4 separate regions of the Mus musculus genome follow, and all the other regions are linked to region 2. The links are chromatin contacts, called in public HiChIP or PLAC-seq, Micro-C and promoter capture Hi-C maps. All regions are on one chromosome and are shown on one strand. Each heading gives the region's core, a stretch centred on a gene start, on an enhancer-like site or on the middle of the called end of the contact. The rest is flanking DNA. Distances are from core to core; before and after follow the strand shown.

What was found. Promoter capture Hi-C pulls out the DNA fragments that hold promoters and counts their contacts. Hi-C and Micro-C count contacts between places; a contact is called where the count stands out from the background. HiChIP or PLAC-seq counts read pairs in DNA pulled down with a chosen protein or histone mark.
Region 1: a contact with region 2 is called in an H3K27ac HiChIP or PLAC-seq map of acute myeloid leukemia, with 7 times the contacts expected there. The contact joins the promoter of Gjb3 here to the promoter of Zscan20 in region 2. A contact is called at or near these places in 5 of 39 promoter capture datasets (the C10 cell line, embryonic stem cells, maxillary cranial neural crest and 2 more) and 7 of 115 datasets of contacts at active chromatin or transcription factors (T-cell acute lymphoblastic leukemia, acute myeloid leukemia, astrocytes and 4 more).
Region 3: a promoter capture Hi-C map of pre-B cells shows a contact between it and region 2, with 3 times the contacts expected there. The contact joins the promoter of Ccdc28b here to the promoter of Zscan20 in region 2. A contact is called at or near these places in 2 of 39 promoter capture datasets (liver and pre-B cells).
Region 4: a contact with region 2 is called in a Micro-C map of the G1E-ER4 cell line. The contact joins the promoter of Smim12 here to the promoter of Zscan20 in region 2. A contact is called at or near these places in 8 of 39 promoter capture datasets (the 3T3-L1 cell line, the C10 cell line, embryonic stem cells and 4 more), 3 of 484 Hi-C or Micro-C datasets (the AML12 cell line and the G1E-ER4 cell line) and 2 of 115 datasets of contacts at active chromatin or transcription factors (astrocytes and large pre-B cells).

The regions. Positions count from the first base shown.
Region 1 is chr4:127,329,080-127,333,630 of GRCm38.p6, reverse strand. Gjb3 (gap junction protein, beta 3) reads left to right here and starts at 2,795. Exons shown (of 2, transcript NM_001160012.1): 1 at 2,795-3,129. It overlaps Gm40251 (a long non-coding RNA gene), which reads right to left and starts at 4,268. Exons shown (of 4, transcript XR_868156.3): 1 at 3,496-4,268; 2 at 1,640-1,743; 3 at 1,167-1,289.
Region 2 is chr4:128,608,436-128,613,320 of GRCm38.p6, reverse strand. Zscan20 (zinc finger and SCAN domains 20) reads left to right here and starts at 3,223. Exons shown (of 8, transcript NM_177758.4): 1 at 3,223-3,327.
Region 3 is chr4:129,621,342-129,626,194 of GRCm38.p6, reverse strand. Ccdc28b (coiled coil domain containing 28B) reads left to right here and starts at 2,287. Exons shown (of 6, transcript NM_025455.2): 1 at 2,287-2,381; 2 at 3,408-3,595. The coding sequence starts at 3,432. It overlaps Gm34305 (a long non-coding RNA gene), which reads right to left and starts at 3,409. Exons shown (of 4, transcript XR_376684.4): 1 at 2,993-3,409; 2 at 2,442-2,561; 3 at 114-2,306. Txlna (taxilin alpha) reads left to right here. Exons shown (of 11, transcript NM_001199695.1): 11 at 1-118.
Region 4 is chr4:127,241,309-127,246,197 of GRCm38.p6, reverse strand. Smim12 (small integral membrane protein 12) reads right to left here and starts at 2,414. Exons shown (of 2, transcript NM_030252.2): 1 at 2,300-2,414.

The sequences.
Region 1 (4,551 bases), core at 1,546-4,045, 1.3 Mb after region 2:
TGTGTGTGTGTATGTATGTTCATTCATTTTTCTATTTTTAATGGGAGTTCTGTTGTTGCTTTGATTATCGGAGTGGGGAGGACCTGGGAGGAGCTGAGGGAGGGGAGAAAACATGATCAAAATATATCACTTCATTTTTAATTAAAAATGTATATACAAAGTCAAAACACAATTTTCAAACCGAAGGGAGAATTCTACTTATAGACACTATGATCATTTCCCTAATATGTAAAGAATCTCCAAGAAATAAACAAAAAAGGGCAGTTACCTGTAGGAAATGGACAAAGGCAAAGAAAAGTTTGTGTGTGTGTGGGGGGGGGGGGCTAACAACAAAACAGCTCTTCCACACATTCAAAGACTAGAATCTCTTAAGAGAAACAAAATGGAAATACAATGTAGCAATAATCATGACATTTGATAATGCTCTGGTGAGGACTGGGAAAAGCACAGGCTAATGCGTCCTGGTAATGCCAACTAATGCATCCTTGGGGGACTTAGCAATATCTATCAAAACAGTACCAGCCGTCACCTTAGTCCACCAGCTCCTGTGGACACCATTTTCAATGAGTTCAGGCTGAGGACATGCTCAGTATGGAAGGAACTTGTAGAGCGAGCATGAGGATCCAAGTTCAGATCCTCCAGACCCACACAAAACCAAACACACATCTGTAATCCCAGCACCGCTGCTGGGGGCAGGGAGGTGGGCAGGAGACTCCCTGAAAGCTCACAGACCAGCCAGCCTGGTACACAAAGCAGTAAACAAGAGGCCTGCCACTCAAGGTTGTCCTCTGACCTTGATTCAAGCAAGCATGCATTTTCCCAAATGTATACACACACACACACACACACAGAGGGGGAGAGAGAGAGAGAGAGAGAGAGAGAGAGAGACAAACAGAAAGAGACAGAGAAATAAGATAGGTCAAATAGTATTTATTTAAGGAAATGTGTTGCAATAGGAGGAAGGAGAAAGGATAAGTGGGAAGGGAAAGAAAAGAAGAGGGAGGGGACAATGGGAGAGAGCAAGCACGAGGGGGTGGGAAGGACTGGTAAGTGCTCTGTCAACTGAGCCACATATGCCTAGCCCTCAAAGGAAGAACTGGAAGCGGCCTTAGCTCCTGTCAATGTGAGATGGACTTAGGACATATTATAGTATAAACACAATTCACCTCTTTAAAAACGGCAAAAGAGAGCACTCCGTCTCCCGGCAGGAACAAAGCCCACAGCAGCACACACGGCACCCTCCATGGGTTATAGGAAGTCTCCTCATACTTGAACATGTACAGGTTATTCTGGAAGGAGAACCAGAACCTATTAGCCTGGTGGACATGTGGGCAGTCGTGGTTGCACAATCTAGTGTTTGTTAGTGCCAGCCGTGAACACAGGAGCATGTCAGTGAATGGGTGGTAGGGCCCTAGGATTGGGTGAGCTCACCTGGGACAGGAGATGCTGGGCCTGGCCCAGAGCACCCACAGTACAGGCCTGATGGAAGGTATCCCAGGGACCAGGAAATGAGATGGGTGTCAAGGAAGCTGGGGGTGGAAGGTGCTTCAAGAAGAAAGGCGGGACTCTGTGACAGCTGTTTCAGGAGGTCACGGATTTATTACTGTGTGGGATTTAGCATCGTGGAGATCAGAGTTACCTTGACAAGGCTTTTCTTGTAGCACAGCAGGGACAGAAATCTTCTGGTGGGTTGAAGCATGAGTGGGAGGTGAGGAAATGGGACCAGGCATTTTGCTCTGAAGTCTAGGGAAATAATTGAGAATGAGCAGCAGGTGGCAGGGTCAGGGTCCCCCAATCCCATCACCCAGGCACATTAGCAGAGTCATCCAGAAAAAAAAAAAAAAAAAAAAAAAACAACAACAACAAAACTGGCACTGCCCAGCCATAGTGCTGATAATTGCTCTGCCCATAGCAAGCACAAGGTAGCCTCTGCCACAGGGCTTTGCCGTAGCCAATGCCAACGTCACTGAGGTCCCTGGAGTTGGCTCTGTTACTTCTATGTGTCCCTGGGTTTATCTCGGGGCCTCTCCTTTTCTCTTTTCAATGTAGATCAGAGATCTTTCCTTTGCGTGCTGTATGAATGATATGCAGCTCCTAAGAGAAGCAACCTTGTCTCAGGCGCTCCGCTCAGGCGAACGGGAATCCTTCTGGGTAGTAGGAGACAGTAACAGAGCCTCCTAATGTAGGCTGCCTTTTGTAGATCAGAAGCCCGCATCAATGGATATCGTCCCAGCAAGTGGAATGAATGGTTACCAGGGTCGGGCATCAGTCATCTCTGTCTAGACAGTGAAGCCTCGGGCAAGGTTGTGAGTAAGATCTGGGGATCCCAGGGAAACCCTGGATTTCCGTTCCTGGGGCGATAGGGCTTTTAGGATCTCAGTCCTGGCCCACGAATAAGACTGAACATCTTAGTCTCCAGAGCCCCTCAAGCGCAGGTCTCCCACCCTTCACAAGCTGGGCCTCCCACCCTGCTTCACACTCCTTTGGGCAGACTGGGTCATCTAAAATCTCTCCAAACACCATCCTTGCCCCTGAGATTTCTTTTCCTGGTTGTGTCCCTTCCGGTGGCCAGCACAGTGTGAGCCCCGAAAGACTGTCTCAAAGATACACTGCCTCCCTGGAAAATGCCATCAGGGATGCAAACAGGGCGGGAGGGGGGCCCCCAAGAGCGTACGAAAACTTTGAAACTTTGCAGCAGGCTGGGATCCAAATGGGCAGGGCGCAGACGGGGTATCCGTGGTAACCAGCGTAGGCGTGTCATTTATTGCCATCCCTACTGCCACGGCACTTAACAGTTTGCAAGGTGTTTCACACCCTAATGTCATTGCAGTCCTTGCAACAGCCCTGCCAGTGGCCACCAATGCCCCCATTCCACAGGCGAGCACGCGGAGCCTCCGCAAAGGAGCCTGCTGTTCCCTAGTCAGCGCAGCTGCTCCTGGATTAGAACTTGCATCCCTGAGGCGACTCCGGGCTCCTCCCCGGCCGCCCCTCCTCCACGCTGCCTCTGGCTGTGCTGGCCAGGAGCCTCACCGAGGCCACAGAGCTCGGCTTGGCTCCCGCCTCGTTCCTCCTCTGCTGTGGGTCTTGGGCACGTGGAGCCAGGCTCCCACGGTGGCGGCGCCGCTGACTGTAAGTACCGGGAAGGGGCGACAATCCAAGGCAGCTGAGAACCCCTCTCTATGGGGATCCCCTGGGGGGCTGGACTGGGGCCTGCCCACGCGCCCAGCATGGAGATTTAATGCTGCAGAAGCGCAGGGAAGGAGCACCCTAACCCAAAGCTCTGCTCCCCGCCCCCACTCCCACTTCCACCCCACACACTCATACATACACCAGCATTCTGGAGCAGGTGGCGGTTCCGGACACTGGAAGGTTCACAGAAGGGGACATACACACCCGCACGCGCGCGCGCGCGCGCGCGAGTCACAGGTTCACAAAGCTCCCAAACTGTCTAGAAAGGAAGGAAACGGGGCCCGGGGCCCAAGAGGGGAGCTATACCTTTGGGGCCAGCCACAGTGCTGCGGGGTAGAAAGAGATGGAGCGGTTGGGTCCCGCAGCTGGATAAAAACTGGATTAAAAAAATAGTAATAATCGTTCTAGTAGCTGGAAACGGGAGTTGGGGGGCAACAGGGGATCCAGAACCGGCTCTGCCAGTCCTCAGCACGGGCTAGGCGAGAAATTCTTTTCAGGTGAGTCTGTCTCGGGGTGTGTCTTAGAAGGGACTAGGTAGCCTGCACCAAAATGGGGAGCCCCAGACGTGGCATCCTTAGGGGGTACCGGGTGGAAGGAACTCCTCCTCCCCTTCACTCTCCTTGAGCACTCCCAGGAAGAGCCGGCTGGGGAGGGAACAGTCGAAGATTCTTGCAGTAATCCAAGATAAGAGATAAGGAACAGGGTTAGCGACATTACAGAATTCTCTTGGATTTCTCCCAGCTAGTAAACGCAGTCCTGGCATTTCCTGGGGGGTCAGAATCCAGGTGCTAATCTTTGGCCCTCCCTGGAAGGTTTAAAAGTAAGTGCCAGGACCAAACCCATAAGGGTCTTCACGCTCTAGGGCTTCCCAGATACCCCCATCTAGTCGAGAACTGAGATTCTCAAAAGACAGACCCTGTGGAGGGCAGCAATACTGCCATCTAATTCCTGGCTCGGTTGGTCCTCTGCCGTTCTGCCCAGCCCTCCCACAGCCTCTCTGAGAACTCCACTCTCAAGCTCTGAATTGAGTGTGCAAATCCAGTGCCTACTGAATGAACACTGAGTGATACCAAACTTGAAGCAGCCAGCCAGTCAAGTAGGCATGTTAATTGGACAGGCAGATGATAAATGGGAACAAAAACAAACAAACAAAAGACCAAGGTTTAAATTGCAAATTGAGTTTGAGGGCTACTAAAACCAAGGGAAACAGGAACAGACTGACCAGGGCGGGTTCAGACTCGAAGTAATTTGAGAACAGACCCTAAGGGGATATTGGAACAGAGATGCCTCCTTAATGAGTAGGGTAGAAAGGAAGAGCATTCCAGGCGGGAGGAATCAAGGCCAGGTCTGAGCAGAGAGAGG
Region 2 (4,885 bases), core at 1,974-4,473:
AACACACTCAGCCCACTCAGCCCTCCTTACGGTGTCAATGTTTACCCAAGTCCTTAGCTTCTTCTTCATGAAATGTCAGGCAGCAAGCAATGTAACTTCTGGGGTTTTAGGATTTCAAATTCCAGCCTTGGTACTTACTGTGCATATGATTTTGAGCAGGCTAATTTATTTATATCTCTAAGCTTCCATCCTTTTCATAAAATGGGGTAACAGTACCAACCTCACAGAGCTTCGGGAACAATTGAACAAGGTGTACTAATGTAACCTGTTAATACCAGCACACTACATACGCTAAGTAAATCACTGATATATTAAGCAATGAATCAGAAGCCGGGTGGCAGTGGTGCAGAGGCAGAGGCAGAGGCAGGTGGATCTCTTGAGTTTGAGGATAGCCTGGTCTACAGAATGAGTTCGAGGACAGCCAGGATTACACAGAGAAACCCTATCTCAAAAAACAAAATAAAACAAAACAAAACAAGTCAGAATATAATTTCTTTTCTTTCTTTTTTTCTTTTTAGTTTTTTTTTTTTTTTTTTTGAGACAGGGTTTTATGTGTAGCCCTGGCTGTCCTGAAACTCACTCTGTAGACCAGGCTGGCCTTGAACTCAGAAATCCGCCTGCCTCTGCCTCCCAAGTGCTGGGATTAAAGGCATGCGCCATCACTGCCCGGCTAGAATATAATTTCTAGCTAAGGAATTTGAAGTGAGTTACTAAAACTAAGATGTAGAATTCCCCCAAATGCAATACTAGCTGACGTAGTGAGCCCTTTCCCAATGCTAGCTACTGTCAAATTTGCTCAAGTTTCATGGGTCTCAATAGAAATAATAGCCAGTAGTCGTTCAACCTTATGAACGCCAGGAGGGAGACAAGCTCTTCACAAACTTTGCATATTTTTTTCCCAACAACACTCAAAGGAAGATTTCAGTATTATTACACCCATTCTCCAGACGAGGAAACTGAAGCCTTAGCAGTTTAGGGGAGTATCTTAGTTTGGGATTTCCATTGCTATAAAGAGACACCATACACCAAGGCAACTTTTATAAAGGACAACCTTTAATTGGGGCTGGCTTACAGGTTCAGAGGTTCAGTCCATTATCATCATGTCTGGAAGCATGGCAGCATCCAGGCAGGCATGGCGCTGGAGGAGCTGAGAATTCTTTTTTTTTTAAAAGATTTATTTTATTAATATATGTAAGTACACTGTAGCTGTCTTCAGACACTCCAGGAGAGGGCGTCAGATCTTGTTGTGGATGGTTGTGAGCCACCATGTGGTTGCTGGGATTTGAACTCTGGACCTTTGGAGGAGCAGTCAGGTGCTCTTACCCACTGAGCCATCTCACCAGCCCGGAGCTGAGAATTCTACACCTTGTTCTGAAGGCAAACAGAAGACTCTTTCCAGGCAGCTAGGAAGAGCGTCTTAAAGCCCACCCCCACAGTGACACACTTCCTCCAACAAGGCCACACCTCCTCATAGTGCCACTCCCTGGGCCAAGGATATTCAAGTCACCACAGGGAGGTAGCACAATTGATAAGGTACCTGCCACATGTTCAATAAGGGTCTCAGTTCAGGTCCTCAGCATTCATATAAAAGCCAGGAGTGTCAGTGCCATAGGTAACGCCTGTACTGGCAAGTGGGATGGGGAGGCAGAGACAGGCAGATTCCCAGAGCTCATGGGTTAGCTAACCTAGCTGGATCCTTCAGTTCAGTAAGAGACCCTCACTCTAGTAATCAGGGTGGAGAATGCTCCAAAAAGGGCATTCATTTTGACCTCAGGCCTCCACAGGCACATGCACCTGCATGCACAGTGCATCTATCCACACAAACATGTTTACAAAAGAGGCGTTTGGAGTTTGCTGGAGGCTTTGCAGCTAGGGAGTATCAAGGCATAGATCCCACATTGAAAGCAAGTGGCTGGACTCCATGTTTTACCTACATATTATCTTTAATCTCCCAGGAACCTACCCTGAGATGGAGGTTTTGTTCTGTCACCTAAATTTTACAGCTGAAAAAAAAAAAAGACAATCGTGATGGAGTTGTTTGTTTGTTCAAGGACATACAGATGGGATGTATGAATTGGGGTTTGAATCTATGGCTGACTGACTACAAGACCCACATTTCCAGCTTCCTATTAGATGGCTCATACCTCAAGAGTATTTACAGTGTTTATCATAGGGTTTCTATTGCTATGACAAAACGCAGTGACCAAAGCAACTTGGGGAAGAAAGGGTTTATTCGGCTTACACTTCCACGTTGTAATCTGTCACTGGAGGGAGCCAGGATAGGAACTCCCACAAAGCAGGAACCTGGAGGCAGGAGCTGATGCAGGGGCCATGGAGGAAACGCTGCTTACTGGCTTGCTCAGTCTGCTTTCTTACAGAACCCTAGACCACCGGCCCAGGGGTAGCCCCACCCACAATTGCCTGAGCCCTCCACTATCAATCATTACGAGAAAGTCCCGCAAGTTCTCCCATAGTCCCTCTTATGAAGGCATCTTCTTCACGGAATCTCTCTTTTCTCTGATGACTCAAGCTCGTGTCAAGTTCGCATGAAACTAGCCAGGACCGTGGAACAAAGCAACTAAGTATTACACTAAGATTATTCAGCTACAGGGATTAACGTGTTTCTGACACCCAGGGATTCAAACTCCGTAAGACTAATTTACATAAAAATGGCTAGTATCTGCTATCTATAGTTGGATCCTGGATCCGAATTAACAGTTCTAGGTTTATTGCCTCACTGATGCCTCACATAAACCTGTCACATGAATGCTATTATTCTTACTTCACAAGTGAAGAGGTGAGATATAGAACTCTGCCAAACCACTCAACTAAGTTGTGAATTTGTGAATTTGAAATTGTAGTTACAACAGACAAACTCTCTCTTGCCCAATAGATGGTCACTGTATTCACCCTCTTTCCTTTTTTTATTATTTTTCCCTACTCTCTCCAGCTCAACCCAGGGGGCCCCACGCTTCTTCAGTAGACCCCGACCCCACGCCCTTCTAATCTAGACTCCACCCAGTAGGCGGCACCGTCACCGCAGAACCAATGGAAGAGAATAGTATCGAGCTACACCCCCCCAGGCATTGGCCCTGCAAGATTTGTTCCGGTACCAGAGCGCCTGAGAAGATGAGGCACTCATTGGCTGACGTCATCTGAGAGGCGGCCGATAGAGGAGTGGCCACCGGTGCTCGCGCGTTGCCTTTTGGGAGTTGTGGTCTCAGAGATCGGGTTCCAGGGCTGGCGGCGCTGGGACTATGCGTCCCAGCATCCCCTGCAAGAGCCCGGGAGCACTTCCGGCCTGTTGAGAAGTGGGTGTCTCTGTGGGTGAGTCTGGGTGGCGGATGGGGTGCAGTTGAGAATCAGGCGCTGGGCTGGAGGCTTTGGAGGTGGTGGTACCCGCGGGGGAGGGGAGCTGGGAAGGTGAGAGGGGAAAGCAAGCATCGTGGCGTGTGTGTGTGTGTGTGTGTGTGTGTGTGTGTGTGTGTGTGTGTCGGGGCGGGAGTGCGGGCGGGCAGAGGCTGCAGCGTGTGGAGATGGGCAGGGTCACCGAGGGGTCGGGATGAAGAGTGAGTTGGAGAGGCGGGCAGTGAGACGGGTCTTACCGAGGTCTGTGGGTAAGGTGGTAGAGATGCGTTTTGGCTGTGAGGGGAAGTTACCTTAGGGTCTAGAAAAGCACAATCAAGGGAAGAGAGAACTCAAGGGCCCTGGCAAAGAAGTGAAGAGGCCCTGAGCGGAAAGTCTGACCTTAAAATAGTGCTTCATTCTCGACACCTGCGTTCATGTCATCTGTGACGGGACTGGCTATTGTGTTCAATCCCAAACCTGTACTTCTTTCCTCATAACTGATAGAAGTGAAAGGCATCTTTATCTACTGACCCGCCCACCCTCGACTGACCCGCCCACCCCTGCTGACCCGCCCACTGACCTACTTGTTTTACCAGCTGATTCCACCTGCGCCTGCATTCTTCTTCATCCACGCCGTTTGCTGTACACTGTTCGAGGCTTGCCATTTCTTTAGTATCTCTTAAAATGACCTCTGTCTTCCGGGAGCCTCTGCAGAAGTGTCCACATTTTCATTTCTCCAACTCGGAGAAACATTGCAGCTAGTGTGATCTGTTGAAACCCTCAACTGTATACCTTCCGTTTGTTCTCCAGCTTGGAATCCATCCCTGGCATGCAACACGTGTTGAATGGAATCTGATCTAGTAGATTCTTCATAATGCTCTTTGCAGCCCACTTTTCCCATACTGCACGCTCCGGGGCTGCCAAGGTGTTTCCCATTCTCCAGGTGGGCCATTTTGCTTCTCTACTATTTCATAGCCTGCCTCTCTGCTGTAACCTCCCTCCCCCATTCTCTCTGCGTTGTACTCAAGAACCAAATCAACAGTTCCTTAAGCAAATTGCCACCTCCAACTTCCCAGCTCCCAAATCACACTTTCTTTATGACATTGGATTAATATAATTATCTGTGACTTTTAAATTTATTAATTATCATTATTATTATTTGTCTCTTCCACTAGATAGCTTCATCAGGGCAGGCAGTGTCTGGATCATCTCCATTTTCTTTGGTCCAGCCCAGAACAGCAGACATCTAATGTAGATCCAGCAAATGAGTAAAGACTTGGTGAATGTGGGCTAAAGACTCTCAGGGGGAGCTTTGTTAGACCACGTTTGAAAATGGCTACGGACTTCCAGGGCTGTGAGCTTCAATCTTCTTCCTGACATCGATATCTGCTGGGAGCTGAGGTTGTTGGGGGCTTAAGGACAGTGTTGGCCAACACATAGGGATGCATACAGCGGCTTCCTTTACCTGAGGCCCGGCAGCCATTGCTAATTGATCACAACATATATCCATATGGAGCTCATTTCTCAGCAGACTCCT
Region 3 (4,853 bases), core at 1,038-3,537, 1.0 Mb before region 2:
TGCTGACAGCTTTTTTTTTTGTACCCTTTCCCGTTCCCAGTTTGCGTTGGAATTGGCAGCAGCCAGGGACTTGCTATTGATGAATTTTACATTAAATAGTCCTGTTGCCTTACCTGTATCTCAGCCAATCGAATTATTGGATCTTTCTGGATCTGCAGAGTGGCAGTGGCCGGTCATCGTCCCACATCCTCCTGGCCACAAGTTGAGGACCATGACAGATTCTTTAGCTGTGTTTGCTCTTGGCATAGAAAAAAAAAAAATCAAAGGACATAAGTAAAAAATGTTAGACATTTCAATAAGGTGTGTACAGCTGCAATCCCAGCATGGAAAGGCTGAGGCATGGTTGCTATGAGTTCAAGGCTGCCTTGGGCAATATCAGCTAGGCTTATATGAGCAGAAACCCTATCTCAAGGGGCGGGGCTGAGGCTCTCCAGGTGGGGTGCCCTTGTTCCCAGCACTCTGAGGTCAGCCTGATGCACATGTAGTGTTCCAGTTTGCTGTAGTGAGACCCTGTCTCAAAAAGGGCGTGAGGAGGAGGGGTGGCTCCCCAGATGCTAGAGAGGATCTGCTCCTTCAAGTTGCCTTTTGTTCTCCATATATACAGCTTGACACCCACCGCCACTCATGCACTGGTGCTCATATAATACATGTAATTTTTAAAAAAAAACGTAGCTACTGAGAGGAAACAAAGCTTTAAAGCAGAAGTCCTGAGAAGGACAGACAAGTCATGACCTCATCCAATACTCAGTTGAACCTAGTGTGGGAGAACATGCCTTTAACCCAAAGGCAGAAGCAGACTAGTGAGACAGGTGCCCAGGAGGGTGAGGGGAGAGATGAGGTTTGTGTTTAGGTGTTCCTTAGGAGTTCAGAGCAGACCCAGAGGGCCTTGAGGACCTATTGAAGGAAGGTGTTCACACAGCTGAGTAAGGGGTAGGAAGCTACTGGGTCTGTGCTCTCGCCCTCCTGGGGAAATGCGCATGCGCGCGGCCTTAGTAGTTCCCTAATTCAGCTGGTTTCCTCTAAGGGACACTGTAGGTGGCCTCAGCCAGCACCAGGTCTCTGGGTTGGTTGGGCAGAAAAGATGGAACTGCTCAGCTTTATAGGGGCTGTCCCTTGATTCCTTCTAGCCAGAAGCGGTAGACAAATTGATTCTAAAAGTCCTCCAGTAGGGGTGGAGAGGATTCCTTTCCTGCCTCCGCATCAGGAGCTTGCAAGCGCAAGTGGCTCCGCAAAAGCTTCTGGCTCCTCAGGGAAGCAGCTGAAGGTGGCAACCCCGGGTGCTCCTGGGCCCACTGTCACTTTGATGAACGAAGCTGGCACCCTGCTCCAGCAGCAATTCTGAGAGGAAAGGGACCTTCCAGCGTGCTCCCCTCCCTCCGGTTCTTGGTTGTTTAGAAGTCTTGGATTAGAGTTGCTTCCTAGAGCAGTTTGCATGTTAACAGCACCTGGAAAAGATCCCAGAAGCAACACCTCTGGGTGCCCACAGCCAGGGAAACCTACTGTTGTTGCTAAAGGAAAAGGGAAGATGGATGCTTTGTTGCCTAGGTCGCTTTAATTTGAGCCTGCTGGGCAGCCTGACACCCTCTCCTGTGGCATCGGATGCTGTTCTGGAGATCTGAACCAGACTCCTCTGCCAGATCTTCAAATAGCCTCATTGGTGGGACCTCCCTCCTCCAGCAGCACAACCGCCAACAGTTCTGGGCCAGCCTCCTTCCGGAGCTCTCACGCCCCACCTCCTGCCAGCCTGCTTGGGATCCTATTTGCTCTGGTTCGGAGGTGGGGAGAGGCCCTGTCAGTTCTTCAGCGCTTACAGGCTAGGAGTATCTGGATGTCACAGGACAGCGACCGTGCCCAGGAATGAGTGACAATTGATTATTTTCCGTAAAATCGGGATAACAGTTATGTCTCAGGATTGAATGTACATAAAAGGCTTAACAGGGTGCTGGGTACTGATTGTCTTTGTTCCTTCTGGTGTCCGCCCCTCATTTTCCCGTATACTTATATATTGCCTCTGCCCACACATTCATTTAGCCCCATCATTTCCCTACCACCCCTGCTGCAAACAAAGCCACCACCATTTTGTAAGGGATCCCCTCCAAACGTGACAAGAAAAGGAAATGATTTTAAATCCATATCCCGTAACTAACAGTGCTCCTTTAGTTCTTGTGGGAGGTAGGGAAGGGGAACTGTTAAATCGACGGAAGTACTCTCCTCCGGCTCCGCTCCCAGGGAATCCAAAGAGGGCTACTTTCTCTTTAAATGCAAATCATCTCCAGCCAGCTTAGCTCCCTCCAGCTCCAGTTCCCCTGAGGAGAGAGAAAGCAGGGTGAAGGGAGATTGCAAAGAAGCACTGTTTCACACTCCAGACCCCAAACTTCCAGGTCAGTAGAACCCCAAGGGGGCGAGAAGGGAGTGAGGAGGATGGGGGCGGGGTGCCGCACCTGATGCTTGTTTTTTGAAGCCCGAATTGAGAACTGAATCTTTCCTTAGGCACATCTCAGGCGGATCACAGTCGCTCTGGCTGCCGCTTCCATCAGGTCTCTTACTGGGTCACACTGCTGCTACATGGAGAGAAAAAGAGTTCTGTCTCCCACCACCACCACCCCCCACCCCACCCCCGAGCCCCACTGATGCCACCCAGCTGTTCCATGCCAGCTTAAACGCTTAATGTTCCGATTTGACCATCGCCCTCTCGGAAGTAAAGTGAGGGAGCTGAGACCTCCCCTGGAGAGGACCTCAGCAGACCAGATACCTAGGTGATGGGGCTGTAGGGGAGTCAAGCTAAGCTAATCAAGTCAGAGTTACATTGTTGGAGGTCTAGCCCCTAAAGACTTTCTAACTAGAAAAAGAAGAGACTAGAAGCTGTCCTGGGAACTTCTGGGCAGCCCTGGCATGTGTAGTTGAAGTGAAGTGGAAGAGAGGCCAGTGATGAGCCGGCTATTCCTGGTCCATATGATTGACACCAGGGTATTTCCAGGTGTCCCTGCCTTACCTTGGTTGCACCTCATGCAGTTAGTCAGTATCCGCTGCCATATACAGACCGTTGCCTAGCAAATGGCCTCCTGATCCTCAGCTTGCTCCCCTAGTCACATCCACCCTGTCTCCTGAGCATCTTCCTCTACAGCCCCAGGCTCTGGGCTGTAGTGACAGGAAAACAGCAAGATGACCCTGGTCTGGGCCAGCCCTCTCCAGCAGGCAGATGGGGCTGTCAGGAAGAAAAGGGCTTTGCTGGCCTTGGGAGGTCCTTCAGATGCATAGCTACAGTCCAGCAGCAGGCTGGCATATGACCCTGTACAGACAAGAGGACAGAGCTCCTGACTGATGGACAAAGATACATCTGAAGACCCTTCCTCTCAGACGAAAGAGGGTGCTGAGTGAAGGGATGATTTTGCCCCCTTCCTTCCCAGACCTGAGGTCCAACACACCACCCAATGGAAGACAAAAAGAAGAAACGGAGTCCTAAGCCCTGCCTGACCCAACCAGCACAGGCCCCAGGCACACTGCGCAGAGTCCCTGTGCCCACCAGCCACAGTGGCTCCTTGGCTCTGGGACTCCCTCATTTGCCATCACCCAAGCAGCGAGCCAAGTTCAAGAGGTGAGTAGGGAGGGGCTCTTGGCCAGACTGGAGACTCCCAGGTGTGAGCCGAGCACTGTGTAAGGAGGACCTGCAGACATCGACATCGCTGCTGAACAGCAGCCAATGCCTTACCCATTCACTGGGGATGTAGACCCGACGTGTCCTCAGGTACATAGAGACCACTGGCTCTAGCTCTGAGGAGGGAGTGAGTGAGTGTGACTGTGAGAGGAAGCTGCTAGACACTGATGAGGGGAGGTGATAATCAAGACTGAGAATGCCATGAGAACCAAGACACTGATGGAAGGGCCCCAGGAGTGTAGGGATAAACACCAGGGAGGACGATTCCTTCCTTTTAAATTCATTGTATTTTGGTCACCACGCTGGGAGATTGACCTCAAGATACTGATACTGGGCAAGTGCTCTCCCACTGTGCTTTCTCCCTCGCCCATTTAAGTTCTCTGCTCAGTTCTTTTTAAATAATGGAAGTCTGGCTGCAAGTGGTAGTGCAGGGCCATCATCCCAGCCCTTGGGTGGCAGAGGTGCAGGATCAGGAGTTCACAGATCATTGGCTACATAGAGAGTTTGAAGTTAGCCTGGGTTAGAAGAGACCCTACCTCAACAAAAACAAAACAAAACCAATGTTAAGAATTTTGGTGGCCAGGTGCGGTGGCACATGCCTTTAATCCTAGCATTGGGTGGCAGAGGCTGGTGCATCTCTCTGAGAACAGCTTGGACTACACAGTGAGTTCCCGCCAAGTCAAGGCTGAATAGTTAGACCTTGTCTCAAAAATAACAAAACAAAAGATAATTTGGATCCTACCCTAGGTCCAGGTTTGTTCCCATAAATACAATGTGTTCTTTTCCCCATTGTTCTAAATAAAACCAGTGTCCTCTGTGGGGCTCCATACCATCTGCCTGGCCAGCATGTACTGGCATGGCCATAGTAGATTTTATCCGGAGCTCAGGGCTGGCTCTTTGAGAATGGTAGGAAATGCAGTCGGAGAGGAAGGAAAGCCCAACTGGCTGCTGTGTTCAGGGCCACTCTGGGGAGAAGGATGTTGGCCTGCTGGAGCCAGAGCCACGCCTTCAAGGAGATGGAAAATTCAAAACAGTTTCTGGAACGGAACAAGAGCAGGGTGGTTTTTCGTGGGAGGTGCTTCGTTGGCAGTAAAAGAAGAAACTCCCTCAAGGCCAAGGACAAGTGACCTATCCAGAGTCACAGAGGCTTCATGGGCTCTCGGTCAGTCTCCTTGCAGGTAGGCCTCTGGCTACAGCA
Region 4 (4,889 bases), core at 1,165-3,664, 1.4 Mb after region 2:
CCCCGTGGAAAATGCTGTAAAAAAAAAACAAAAACAAAAACAAAAACAAAAACTGTAGAGCTGCCCCTAGGGCCTCCTGCAATGAAACACCAAAGTAATATGCAAACCTACACACTCAAATGGCCACTTAGTCACAAATGATTACCACTATTAAATTACTATTTATACCATTATTTAATTACCGTTACAATCATAAAAGGCTGCTGGCAATGAATGTAATAATGCAAGCTACCACCATCTACTGAGTGCTTATTCCAAGCTGGGCCCTGGGCTAAGCACTTCACACACACAGTGTTCTCCAATGTTCACATGCTCGCCTTAGTCATCAGCATGGAGTCACTTGCCCGTGTTTATGCTTCCATAACTGTTTCTCCAACACCTCTCTCTCTCTCTCTCTCTCTCTCTCTCTCTCTCTCTCTCTCTCTCTCTCTCTCGGCTCTACGGTGAGACATCCAGACCTCATGGAAGATTTGAAGGCTCCTCATTTCCCCCTTTTATTCTCTTTGGGGGAACTTGGGTGTCTTGTGGGCCTGACACTACACATGGACCTTCAAAGGCAAAGAACTGCAGCAAGATTCAAGTTTCTCTTCCTGCTCCTTTGACCTGACACCATGCCCTATGCTCTACCATATCTCCCCTGGTCATCGCCTGACCCTCACATCTCTATGATGTAGGAACGAGGAGCCCAGATTCTTGTCCAAGGCCATAGTGGCTCAAAGACACTGTGTCAGCTTGCCAAAATCATACAAGTGGCAGGCCCGCTGGTCTGAGGCCAAGCCTGGGCTTTTTTTCTAGCAGAAAGAACACTCTGCAGATGTATGCATGGTGTCCGTTCACACCCTAGATGTGTGGAGGGCCTCCTACAGCTCCCCATTAGCTTGGCTTTTCATTACACTGAAAGTCTTCCTTCCTTCTGAGCTCTGAAGTTATATCATGAGATCCGAGAAACCTTACAATGTACACATTAACAAAGAGGGGAAGCTCCAAAGAACCCCAAACTCAATCCTCCATTCTATTTTTAACTCAGTACTTCGTTCTATTTTCTGTTTTAAGTTTTGGGGTTTGTTTGGTCAGCTGGTTTTGGTTTTTTGAGATAGGGTTTCCCTGTGTAGCCCTGCCATTCAGATTCCTTCTGTAGACCAGGCTGGCCTCAAACTCAGAGACTGGACTGGCCTGCCTCTGCCTCCTTAGTGCCAAGATTAAAGACATGTGCCACCACCGTTGGGCTTGTTTTTATTTTTAAGACAGGTTCTCATGGCACCCAGCCTGGCCTCAAACCCTCAAAGTAGCTAAGGATAACTTTGATCTGCCGACGCTCCTGTTTCCAGTGCCAAGTGCTTGTGATCACAGGTCCACACCAAGTGCAAGTCCTTTATACAATTCCTGGGTAGAGACTCTCAATTTTCCAATTTGTCTTAGGGCGGGCATATCAAGCACCAGTCTATGAGTATTACTCTTGTACATAGAAAGCCCAAGTTCTATGTGCTCTTGTCCGAATTCCAGTCATCCATGTATACAACACAACCTTCTCTTCGGTAAGCTATGTGGGCCTACCCTACCTGTCTACAGCTCTCAAAACACCCTGGAGCTCCACAAGGTTAAGAACTAAGGATGTCCGGATCGTCCTATGCTCTGTGCCTCTTCCCACCCTTGCTATCCTCCCTAGCAAAGAGCTAAAAAAGTTTGTTGGTCGAATGAATGACAGGCAGCATAAACATGTTGCTTTGTTTATGGAAGACTACAGCAGCCTTCCACCCGCACTCACAAAGGGGTATAGGGATATGATCATAAGCAGCTAGACTTCATGAAGTCATCCCGAAGGTATCAAAATGTAAGTAGCACAAGTGTTTCCCAAATACTGCAACGCCTATTTCCAGCCCGACACGCAGGGGCGCCAGCCAAAGGCTCCAGGTACAGGTCAACCGGGCCGCCAGGAAACCTGTCCCAGTGCCTGAGCCCACCGGAAGCTCTCCAAATGAGAGCAGTCGTAGGAGGTCCGAGAAGGTGAAACCATCAGCCTTGACAGCCAGCCAAGTTGGGATGGGAGCGCCAGTGAGGTTCGGGTCATCAGCTCCTGTTCCCTGTCCAGTCACGCCACACGCGTGGCTTCGTCACCCTTCGGCCTGCAGGGGCCTGAGGCGGACGAGATCTGACCACAGTCCACACTCGGCCACCAAAAGCTGGCCGAGGCCGAGCGGGTCACGGAAACCATCGCTCCCTCAACTAGGAGGAGCCGTTCCCGTGGGACTGGGGGCCAGCGATCCTGGGAAGCGAAGTGCCCTCAGCCCTGGGAACTCACCTGCGGTCCAGCCCGCACACCCCGGACAGGTCCCGCGCTGCGCCCGCTAGCCGGGAGCAACAGGGACGCCGAGGTTCCCAGTGGCCCGCGGGGCGCGCCCGAGGCCCCGCCCACTGGCATCTCTCGGAGAGCAGCGATTGGCTGAGCTCCAGCCAGCTACAGAAGAAAGGAAGCCAGGCACCCGACCCTGCGTTGGACTAAACGCAGAATAGTATAGCGCCCCCTGACGGCTCGGAGGCTCCCCTGTGACGTTGCCACATGCTTGTGAAGAAGAAAAAAGAATAGTCAGCTTTCATTGATCCAAATGAAGTTCATTAGGTGTCTTCCGAGACTTACCTAGGTCGGATATTACTGAAACCGAAAACCCAACCCCTGACCTCCAGAAGCTCCCGTAGCAGAGAATAACCTAGTACTTTCAATCTTCTTGGGATCTGTGCTTTCAGGCTGTGTGTCCTTGGGAACATCATTAATTAATCTGAGCCTCAATTCTTCTGCATAGCGTTAAAACCTTCCATTTCAGCAGGGATGTTGCAAGGGTTAGATAACATCTTGTTTGTAAAATACTGTGCCAGGCACACATCTCGCAGGGAACTAGATTGTAGCGTTAGTGAGTCTACAAATTGCTGAAAGTACCAAGACCCTCTGATCGCAAGTACTCACTCTCCTTCCTCCATGTTTCCCCTGTCCCTGAGCGGAATTATACTTATCACATATAAGAAAAAGCCTCACACCCCAAGCTCTCTAATGGACTACCATAGTCCTGCCTTCTCAACCTGCCCACACTGCTCTCAACCTGACCAGTCTCCTTCCCACTAATAGCATGCTAAAAATCAACGTTTGAAGCCTGTGTGTCCATGTTCTTTCATCTACCTGGAGTGCTCTACCCAGCTTCCCTTAAGTCTACCCAGCTTCCCTTAAGTTAGCAGTGAGCCATTTCTCAAGGTCACGGGTACTCTCACAGGAAGCGTCTTCAAGACTGTACTGTCAAGTTAGAGATTCTTCCTCTTTTAGATCAAAGAGCCCAAAGCTAAGCCTGACAGCGAAGATGGGGAGGAAGAAGCTGCCAGAAATTAGCAACCGTGATTATCAGACCTTGATTACTTGTGCATTGAATCTGTGGGAAGAGATCAGAACAGTCTAGAACACAGGCTGGCATTTAGCCATTCTACAAGCTAGACATTGGCGATACAAATGGGGACTGCCCTCCGTAGTTTCCTGGATGGAGAAGAAACAGGAAGACCCACACAGTGTCATAACAGAGGACACTGTCCGTCCATACAAGAAGAATGAGTGGAGGTTCCCTGGAAGGACAGATCCCTAAGCTGGATCTTAATAGTGACTAGAAGTTCCCTCCAGCAGACCTGGGTAAGCACAGAATCCCCAGCTAAAGTGGAAATGACAGCATTGAGAAGTCCTGAGGCGCAAGACCAGCCTTGGCTCTACACCAAGATCCTATATCAATTAAAGGAGTCAGTTAGCACTTCCAGATCACACAGAACTACAAGCTGAGACCCTGTCTAAAAATAAAGTAAAATACCAAACACTGGAATTAGTTGTTTAATTAATTCAAATCTTGACTCTGTGGCCTGCTAATCTGAGAAAATATATTTATAACCTTTTAAAAATGATTTTAATTATGTGTGTGTAAGGGGGGGGTGCAATGAATGTAGGCACCCATGGAAGTCAGAAGAGGGCGTCAGACACACAGGAGTTTATGAGCTGTCAGACATGGATGCTGAGAACCAAGCTAGGCTCATCTGCAGAGTGGTGTGTTCCTTAACCACAGTACCATCTTATAGACCTATTTGTATTTAAAAAAAAAAAAAACCAGTAAGAAAATACCCTAGGACTGGCCAGATGGCTCAGCAGATAAAGGTATTTGCCACCAAACTGATGGCCTGAGTTTAATCCTCAGGACCCACATGGTTGAAGGAGACTCTCAACTCCTGAAAGTTGTCCTCTGAACTCCCCATAGGGTCTGTGGCTTGTGAGCATACACCCACACACAAATAAATAAAAGGAATAAAAACCTTTAAGACATCCTCTAGGGTTGCTGTTGTAAATCACGCTAGTGTGCAGATAGCGCTTGCCACACCTCTTGGCATTTGCTCAATGAGTGTTTGGTAATGAATCCTTCTTGTCATGTTAAGATTCCCCCAGATTCCTGCTTCTTTCTGCAAGGTTCATCCGAGGCATTACTTCACAAATGGAAAAAAATTCCGAGTAATATCTTCAAGTTGGCCCATTTTGTCACTCCCCAGATCCAGTCTACCTCACCTGTGCTTCTAACTGCCCCTCAAAATCAACACCATCATTTCTTCCCTGGACCATCTTAGCAGTTCCCCACCCCTCAACTGCCCCCCACTGCCATGCCCGTTCCTTTGGCCAAAGGACCCTTTAAAATCTAAATACAACAATGGAGTCCCCAGCTTAGCCACTGATCCCTTCTGACCATGCCATCCATCCTGGGCTGCCCTGTCTAGTTCTAGCTTTCTTCTCCAATCATTCAGAACTCGGTCATCTTTCCAAGTCTTTGCCCACACTAGTCCCTTGACTGGAAGTGGGTATCCTCCCTCCCATGTCTCCTATG